3 separate regions of the Mus musculus genome follow, and all the other regions are linked to region 3. A link is a contact called in public Hi-C and promoter capture Hi-C data. All regions are on one chromosome and are shown on one strand. Each heading gives the region's core, a stretch centred on a gene start, on an enhancer-like site or on the middle of the called end of the contact. The rest is flanking DNA. Distances are from core to core; before and after follow the strand shown. Region 1 has its middle 11 kb from the start of Gm35999. Region 2 overlaps Gm35999 (a long non-coding RNA gene). Region 3 holds the start of Albfm1 (albumin superfamily member 1).

Region 1 (2,700 bases), core at 70-2,569, 160 kb before region 3:
GATACACAAACTAGAGTTATCTGCAAGGAGGGAGCCTCAGTTGAGAAAATGCCTTCCTAAGATCCAGCTGTAAGTCTCTTTCTTAATTAGTATTGATGGGGGAAGGCCCATCCCATTGTGGGTAGTGTTATCTCTGGGCTGAAAGCCGGAAGAGCAAGCCATGGGGAGCAAGCCAGTAAACAGCACTGTCCATGGCCTCTGCATAAGTTCTTGCCTCCAGATTCCTAGCTTAACTTCCTGTTCTGACTTCCTTTAGTGATGAACAGTGATGTGGAAACTTAAGCCAAATAAACCCTTTCCTCCCCAACTCGCTCTTTGGTCCTGATGTTTCATTGCAATAATAGAAACTCTAAGACACAGTATCACAAACATATAAAAAGGTATCAACATAGGTGCTCTAGCTGCTGAGCCATCTTTCCAGGCCTGGAGCTGAAGTATTTTGTTGTTTTTGTTTTTTAGTTGATACCAAGCACCCACGTGCCAGCTCACAACGACTTGTTACTCCAGTTCCAGATGGAAAAGAATGTATTAAAAAAAAATTAGGTAGAGGGCTGGAGAGATGGCTCAGCGGTTAAGAGCACTGACTGCTCTTCCAGAGGTCCTGAGTTCAATTCCCAGCAACCACATGGTAGCTCACAACCATCTGTAATGGGTTTTCTGATGCCCTCTTCTGGTATGTGTATCTGAAGACAACGACAGTGTACTCATAAATAAAATAAATAAATCTTTTTAAAAAATCTGGTGGACGTGAAGGAGAGTAAATAATAAAATTACAATGAAGTAAAAATGTTGCTAAATCTGTAGAAAAGGAAAAGATAAAAGGAATTATACGGTGCAAAAGAAATGTTAACAGTTTCTTTCTGGATCCTCAAAAATCGAAGACTATCAGTTACGGGAATGGGGTAGGTATCAGGTGAATTCGGACACTTGTCTTTCAGTCTCTTTGCTATTGCTGAGCCAGGGCAGTCTTTGGCTTTAGGAGTCTCCCTTACGCCCTTACCTTTGCAATTCTATGGGAAAGTCTTACTTTCCCAAGAACATACCCCCGCGGTGACTAATGCTTTTAGCTAGGGTGTCTCCCACTGTGTTGGCTGTGTGAGAAGCAACCATAGCACTGGGATCAGTACAGGCATCAGGCCTGCCTTCATACTTTCTCAGTCTCCCAATTGTAGTCACCAGAGTGCCAGAGGGATGCTCCTGGAACTTAGTCATCCTCGGACTCAAAAGCAGTAAATGACAGGTGGTGGCTTTAGCTTATCAGTCTCCATCTTTCTTACTCTCCACAGCTGCATCTCTGTGGTGTTCCCTTGTCTGTAACCGGAAAAAACAAATTTGCAGTTCCCCAACCTGTATGTTTCCTGATTTCAGCGCCTACCCTCTCTGCCCGCCACTGCCCGAGTACTCGAATTTTAAAAATAGTTTCTCCTTCAGGATGACGTCCAGGCGTTGTCATCTAGCCACACCATACAGCCTCCCAAAATTGGAATTCCTTTCTTGGAACGGTTTCCTGGAAGATTCACAGACTCACCAAAACCCGCAGCTGAATTTGAGTCCTGTGAGGGTGGCGGCTTGTCCTCAGTGAGGGTGGGACTGCCTGCCGCTGTCTGCCTTACCTTGAAGTAGCTTTTCTCTCCTTCTTCTGCCTGCGAGCTACACAACTGACGCCACCCTAGGCTTGACTCTCTGGATAGCCTTTTTTTGATAGCTGTGTGTGTGTGTGTGTGTGTGTTTTCACTTCCTTTGCGGGATTCTGAAATCTGGAACTCTTCTGCTGTTTCTTTCTTAGGAATAAAGTCTATTCTTTCCTTATTCTGACTCTTGGTCAGCTCTCACAGAGACCACGTCTCCTCTGACCTCTTACCTGGGACCTCCCCTCCCCCACGTTTTCACTTTTAAGATATTACAGGTGAATCCTACGTGGCAAGGCTTCTCGTCAATTTCTGATTTACAGTGATTACTTCAGGAATAGAGTATGCACAGAATTAAAGTGGTTTCCGGTCTATTGGCCATTGTTATTTTAAGGCTGGTTAAAGAAGCTGAAAAGTGTCTAAGTGAATCAATATTTTATTTATGGTACAAGGATATCAGATATGTACCAATACGTCTTCTTGTCTGCCACAGTGGCTCTTTCCCCTGAACCCGCATCTTTAACATCTTCAAAGCAGCCATTATAGGACTTTCCTTCTTATGTTTATTCTTTTGAAACAAAAAAATGTCTTAAGTACATTTCTAAAGGGCACCTACACAAGACTTGCAGTTTTCCCCTTTACATCTTTTAAAGACTTATTTTATTATACTCGGAATGTATGAGTGTTTTACCTGTATGTACGTACACGGGCCTCATACTTGGTGCCCATAGAAGCCAGAAGTGGCTGTCAGATACCCTGGCATGGGGATCACTGAGGTTGTGAGCCACAACTTTGGTGCTGGGCCCAGAACCTGGGTTTTACTGAGCTAGAATTACACACCACACAATTCACCATTTAAATGTCCAATTCAAGAGCTTTTTGACATATTCATATGCTCTCATCACTACAATTTTGGAACATTTTATTATCCCCACAGGAACCCCACGTCTAACTCTTAGTCACCTTATTTTCTCCAGCTGCTAAATGTTTCCCCTCTTCTTCCCATTCTTAAAAATGATGAATGGAGTCATGCATCTGGTCTTTGTGAATGGCTGTTTTACCTAGCACAAAG
Region 2 (2,700 bases), core at 14-2,513, 140 kb before region 3:
TCTGGAGAGCATTTAGGCAAGTGGAAGTTCATTTTTAAATTGATTGGATCATTCACAGTGTGGGATTCTGTTGAAGAATGTGCTTTACTAAGCGTGTTCTGCTACTCTGCCGACATCCTGAGGAACATGGGAGGCTAGGACGGTTTCCTCCAGGTAATGATGTCATGTGTTTGGAGCATATTCGTCAGAGTAACTTTGGAATGGCAAATACTTCTGATTATTTTCCCCCTTACATTCCCTGCCTGAGAAGCAAGAGATTTCCAAATCCCATTGGAGAGAAAAGCTAGAAGAAAGTAATGATCTAAGAAATTCTCCCCAGGAAAGGAGAGTCATACCAGAGATGAGCAATCAGTAACCCTTGTGCCAGTGATAAATGCCAGAGGTCTTTTTGAAATGAGAGAAACATGGAAAGTGTATGGGAAACGATATGGACAAGGTTGACAAGAATGGACAAAAAGCAGAAAGAAGGGTGCCTTCCTTGCTGCTCTCCTGGGGTGGTATTGGCAAGTTTTAATTTGGTGTTAAGTGACCTCTAACCTCTAAGTGGTTAGTATTTTTGTGGCCAGAGTCAACAAATTTTCGAGAACTGGTGAGGTTCGTAGAAGAACACAGAATAGATAAACATGCGTGGGTGGGTTCTCCAGGATAAGACATGTTGTGAATGTTCTAGATGAATTTTCCATGTGACATTGGACTTTCTGATAAACTCTTGCCAAAGGGACTGTTACCTTCTAACATGGTTTGGGCCATTGTGCCCGAGATCTGCTCAGAACACCATGTTCTTATCTCAAGGCAGCATCATCATGATGACTTAACGCTGTGCAGAGTGATGGCAGTGGCCAGGACTTCACTTCTGATTTGGGGCTAACACAAAGTATGGTTAGGATTTAACTTACCAAACTTGCCAAATACAGAAGGGCCTATTCTTTCACTTGAGACTATTTTTAGTCTTTATTTTAATGTGATTGCATATTCCTCAGGATCCTATCCTATCACAGGCTATCTGATCTAGGAGTGTGAATGATCCTTTGAGGACACTTGAATTCCTGTGTAGCTGCCCATGCCGTAGTGCCTTCTGCACTTAAGCCCAGGGTGAAGCTTTGCAGGGACCACATTTGGATGTTGTCACATTTCATAACAAGTGAGTCAAATCCACCAAAGTTCTAAAACTCTTCCTTCACTCCCATCTGCTGGCCCATGAGCTTACTGTACACACCTCTTACTTGTTTGTTTAGGATGTGACTGAACTGTTAAGATTCAGTTTCGGGACTGGGGAGATGGTCAGCAAATACTTGCTTTTCGCAAACACAAGGATCTGACTTTGACCCCCTAGAACTCATGTCAAAAAACAAAAAACAAACAAACAAAAAAAACCCGGTGTGGTGGCTCACAGTTGTTGTCCCAGAACTGGGGAGACAGAGCTGCTGGCTAGCCTACCTACTTGGCAAGCTCCAGGCTAGTGAGAGACTCTCTCAAAAGAAAAGATGAAGAGGTGTATGCTACCAGAGGGATGGGACTCAAGGTTGTCTCCTGGCTTCCACATGAGCTCTCTCTGTCTCTATGTTGCACTGTCTTCCTCTATTTCTTTTTCTCTCACATGTACCTGTACATACAAGCAAACATGCATATAACATGCCTCCCCCCTACACAGAGAGACAGAAGATTCAATGCTATAGCGTGGATGAACATGAGGGAATGATAGATTTAGAGGGTACATGGGCTAGATGAAGGTAAAGGACTAAGATGGTGAGACATTGCTAGTTTAAGAGCTTCCTAAATACCGTGTAATTATGGTCCTTTCTGCTCTACAGAGGGTCTCGCCATTTTGGCCCAGATGGGTACTTTTTGGGACCATTTTCAAGAGTTTCTAGTGAGAGGCAGTGACAACGGCTTTTGGCTTTCCCTTCAGTCTATCCGAATCCCTACCTCTTGATTTCCCTTTAGTGACTGCTAGGTCTGAGTGCACTCATCCTATCCTCATTCCTCATGACTTCCTCTCCTTCTCCTCAAAATGCTTTCCATTTCATTCTCAAAAAGAATGTAGTGTCTCTTATTTATAGTCAGAATCTCACATCTAAGGTTTGGAAAAGAAGACAAACAAAAGACCAGTCCAGAGTGAGACCATTTTCCTTCTGCTTTTGCTAGGCATGTGAATGAAATGAAACAGTAGAGTCTTCCTGAGCCCAAACTGCCAAGATGATAATGCCACTTGGACACTCTATGATGATGGGTAGATATTAACATTTCTATCTTTTTGCATTTCTTCTATAAAAATTAAAATTTCCTTAATGCATTGAATAAAGAGATGATAAATGTGTGTCTATTTTCATGCCTATGTCTATTTATTTTGCCTCTTCCTTCCCCTTCCTGTCTTCAGTAAATTGGCTGGATCCTGGGACATCTGCTGCTGAAACCCACATCCCTGGTCTCTGTCCCTGCCTTTAGGGCGAGATCTTTGCAGATCATTCTATTGTCCTCACTGGTCTCCTGCTGTCTAGATCTTTACCTTCATCTAGCTCGAGGACAGTCTAAATCAATCATTACTCTTGTTTGCCAATGCATGGATGGTCTTTCTATGCCTAATCCTCTTTCTGCTGATTCTTCTTCTTCTCCTCTTCCTCCTTCTCCTCCCTCCTCTTCCTTCCTTCCTTTCTTCTTTCCTCTCTTTTTCATACTTTCTCTCTCTCTCTTTCTTTCTTC
Region 3 (2,700 bases), core at 100-2,599:
TCCTGACTGAACAGTTCTTAACCACAGGCTCCACAGTATGCCGAAGAGAGAATATTCTGGAAGCTGTGCACGTTACAGAACCAGGCATCTGAAAGCAAAACTGAACTTGGGCATATCACGGAGTGTGGGTCATGAGAAGGTTCCCGCGTCAGATGATGCATTCAGGTTTTCCACGGCCAGTTAACTCAGAGATACCCCGTTTTTCATGAGCTCCTTGAAATTGGATCTGGGTCTTAGCATCATGCTTAGGACTTCGCCAGTGCATGGTATGACACGTTGACAACAGATGGCCTGTTGATCAAACCTCCATGCCTCTGATTTACTTTTGTGTCTCTATACAATAAAGCCATCTCATAAGAAGTACGCACTGACCCCTCACAGTTTGACCAGATATAGCTCAGATTCTACTTTGAAGGGGTCGCCTGTTGACAGGGAAAGTGCTTGTTTATTGCAGTCATGAGAAAAGCCTTAGGCATTTTGATTTGTTTTTCCTATGATAGGGAAGCCCCAACCATCATTGGGACTTTATAGAATCCCAAAGATATCAACATGAAGTATCAGCTATCAGATTCTTTACCGGACTCTAAAGTTTCTGCTTATAACTCTAAAAGGTTTTTCATTTCCTCATTTCAAATCAATTAAATATGGGTGAAACAAATCACTCATTTGCCTCTGACCTTTTAGAAAAAAAATGTTTTTTTTTGAATTTCTGAGTTTGCAAGGACTATGCTTTAGTGTATTTATATAAATGATGAGCTTGGATTCTAAAATTAAACTTTTTATTTGAGATTTTCAAGGAAAAAAAAAGAATTGGTCTTAATTTTCCATTTAGGCAGTGGTGACGTGTGTGAGTGAAAGTCACATGATGGTCCTGATTGACAACCAGCACTCAGGGATAGGAGTCCTTTGTGTTTGCTGGCTTGGCTGTGCCCTCCACCTCTCCCCTCTCCAGGGTCTTGGCAATGCCAGTGTTGGCATTGACACCTGAGTCCAGTCCACTTGCCCAGTCAAAGGCAGTTCATGTTTGCTTTCTCTTTGCCTCTTTAGAACTTTGCACATGTAAACAGGCATTTCTATGAAACGAGATACTGTAGACTGGCATTTACCAAACAGGTGCATCGTTTGCTAGCACGAGGCCTGTGTGTTGCAATCTCAAACATATCATAGGTCGACATGATCTGCTTTAAATTCCTGTATTCATTAACAAACACGGACATTTCTTCACTGTCCTGAGTTTGTCCGGTTTCATGACAGTCCATGGGAGCCTTAAGAAAAACTAATATTCACTAGAAAAGCTAACGGTTAATGATAATTGCTGGAAAAGAATATAAACACCATCATTCCTCTCAAACGGCGGAACTTCATCTGAAACAATGGAGGTTCTTAAAGCTCTACCCTTCATTGTTTTCTTCAGCTACAGTAAATGTGAGTCTCTCCAAACAAGTTTACTACATGCAGGTAGGAAATCCCATCTGCTGCCTGTGTGGCCTATGTGTAAGGATTATATGAGGAACCATGACAGTCACTAACACGTGTGTGGAGAGCCTTATCTTTCTCAGTGGTCATCGCTGTCAAAAAACAGTCATTGACACTTGCTAGACACCTGTGAGTGGAATGGCCTGAGAAACAGGCCTGTACGTTGAGGCCACTCCTCTGGGACTACCCCACTTTAAGCTTCCCTTCTTTGTCCCCAGTCTAGATGAGAGACTGCTTCGTTTAAGCCAATGTTTGAAACTGGCTAAAGTGAATTCAAATAGAGCAAAAAATGGGAACGACTCGGGAATAATCCTGGAAGCTACATTATTACCTGTTATTACAAGGCAATATGCTTACCCCTTGACACGTGTTTTCATTTAATAATCTTTTACATGTGTGTGTTCTGTACATACGCGTATGTGCACATGTATGTATAGGTTGGAGGTTGGCATAGGGTGTCTTCCTCAGTTGCTCTTCAACCTTAATTTTCTGAGATAGGTTCTTACTGAGCCTGGAGATTACTGATTGGCTAGAATGTCTGGAGATTACTGAGCCTGGAGATTACTGATTGGCTAGAATGTCTGGCGATTACTGAGCCTGGAGATTACTGATTGGCTAGAATGTCTGGCCAGTGAGCTCCAGGGATCCTCCTGCAGCAATAATGGGATAAGAGACTCAAGGTACTTGCTGGGTCTCGAAAGTAGGTTCCTGGCATCCAGGCTCACAGTTTTATGATTGTACAGCGAGTGCTCTACTGACTGAGTCATTTTCCCAGCCCCTCATTCGCTCTTCGTACCCACACAAAGCGCTAAAACTTCACACGTACATGCAAATGCGTTTTATAAATAGAAGTTGAAATCTAAAGAGTTGCCTTTAAAACCTTTACTTTTGTGCAGCAATGGTAATTGCTAATGGTTGCTTACGTAAAAGAAAGCTGCTTGGTTCTTTGGAAACCGTTAGTGTAAGAAGAAAGACACAGCTCCATCGAGGTGTATGTGTGTGTGTGTGTGTGTGTGTGTGTGTGTGTGTGTGTGTGTATGTGTGTGTGTGAGTATGTGTGTTGTGAGAGAGAGTATGTTTGTGTGTGTGAATGTGTGTGTCTCTGTGAGTGTGTGTGTGTGAGAGTATGTTTGTGTGTGTGTGAATGTGTGTGTCTGTGTATGAGTGTGTGTGTGTGTATAGTGAGTGGCTGGTGGAGATGCAATCTCCCTCACAGAGTGTGGA

Evidence for each region. Promoter capture Hi-C pulls out the DNA fragments that hold promoters and counts their contacts. A called contact is a pair of places that touch in the nucleus more often than the background predicts.
Region 1: a contact with region 3 is called in a Hi-C map of cerebral cortex, with 1.9 times the contacts expected there. The contact joins the enhancer-like site here to the promoter of Albfm1 in region 3. A contact is called at or near these places in 7 of 39 promoter capture datasets (the 3T3-L1 cell line, cranial neural crest, embryonic stem cells and 3 more), 8 of 484 Hi-C or Micro-C datasets (cerebellum, cerebral cortex, embryonic stem cells and 3 more), 4 of 115 datasets of contacts at active chromatin or transcription factors (bone marrow-derived dendritic cells, hepatocytes, liver and 1 more) and 3 of 9 other capture datasets (adipose tissue, macrophages and pancreatic islet).
Region 2: a contact with region 3 is called in a promoter capture Hi-C map of liver, with 2.1 times the contacts expected there. The contact joins the enhancer-like site here to the promoter of Albfm1 in region 3. A contact is called at or near these places in 6 of 39 promoter capture datasets (the 3T3-L1 cell line, cranial neural crest, embryonic stem cells and 2 more), 4 of 484 Hi-C or Micro-C datasets (liver, pre-megakaryocyte-erythroid progenitors and uterus), 2 of 115 datasets of contacts at active chromatin or transcription factors (hepatocytes and liver) and 2 of 9 other capture datasets (liver and pancreatic islet).

The regions. Positions count from the first base shown.
Region 1 is chr5:90,401,837-90,404,536 of GRCm38.p6, forward strand. No RefSeq gene overlaps it. Among named protein-coding and RNA genes, the nearest start is that of Gm35999, 11 kb to the right of the region's middle. Within about 2 kb of position 1,320, at least 19 of the 459 cell types and tissues checked have an H3K27ac peak or open chromatin away from gene starts, as enhancers often do. A contact at or near this core is called in cerebral cortex, where this site is marked.
Region 2 is chr5:90,424,083-90,426,782 of GRCm38.p6, forward strand. It overlaps Gm35999 (a long non-coding RNA gene), which reads left to right. Exons shown (of 3, transcript XR_389325.2): 2 at 2,146-2,230. Among named protein-coding and RNA genes, the nearest start is that of Gm35999, 11 kb to the left of the region's middle. Within about 2 kb of position 1,264, at least 4 of the 459 cell types and tissues checked have an H3K27ac peak or open chromatin away from gene starts, as enhancers often do. A contact at or near this core is called in hepatocytes and liver, where this site is marked.
Region 3 is chr5:90,559,860-90,562,559 of GRCm38.p6, forward strand. It overlaps Albfm1 (albumin superfamily member 1), which reads left to right and starts at 1,350. Exons shown (of 14, transcript NM_001252661.1): 1 at 1,350-1,458. The coding sequence starts at 1,374.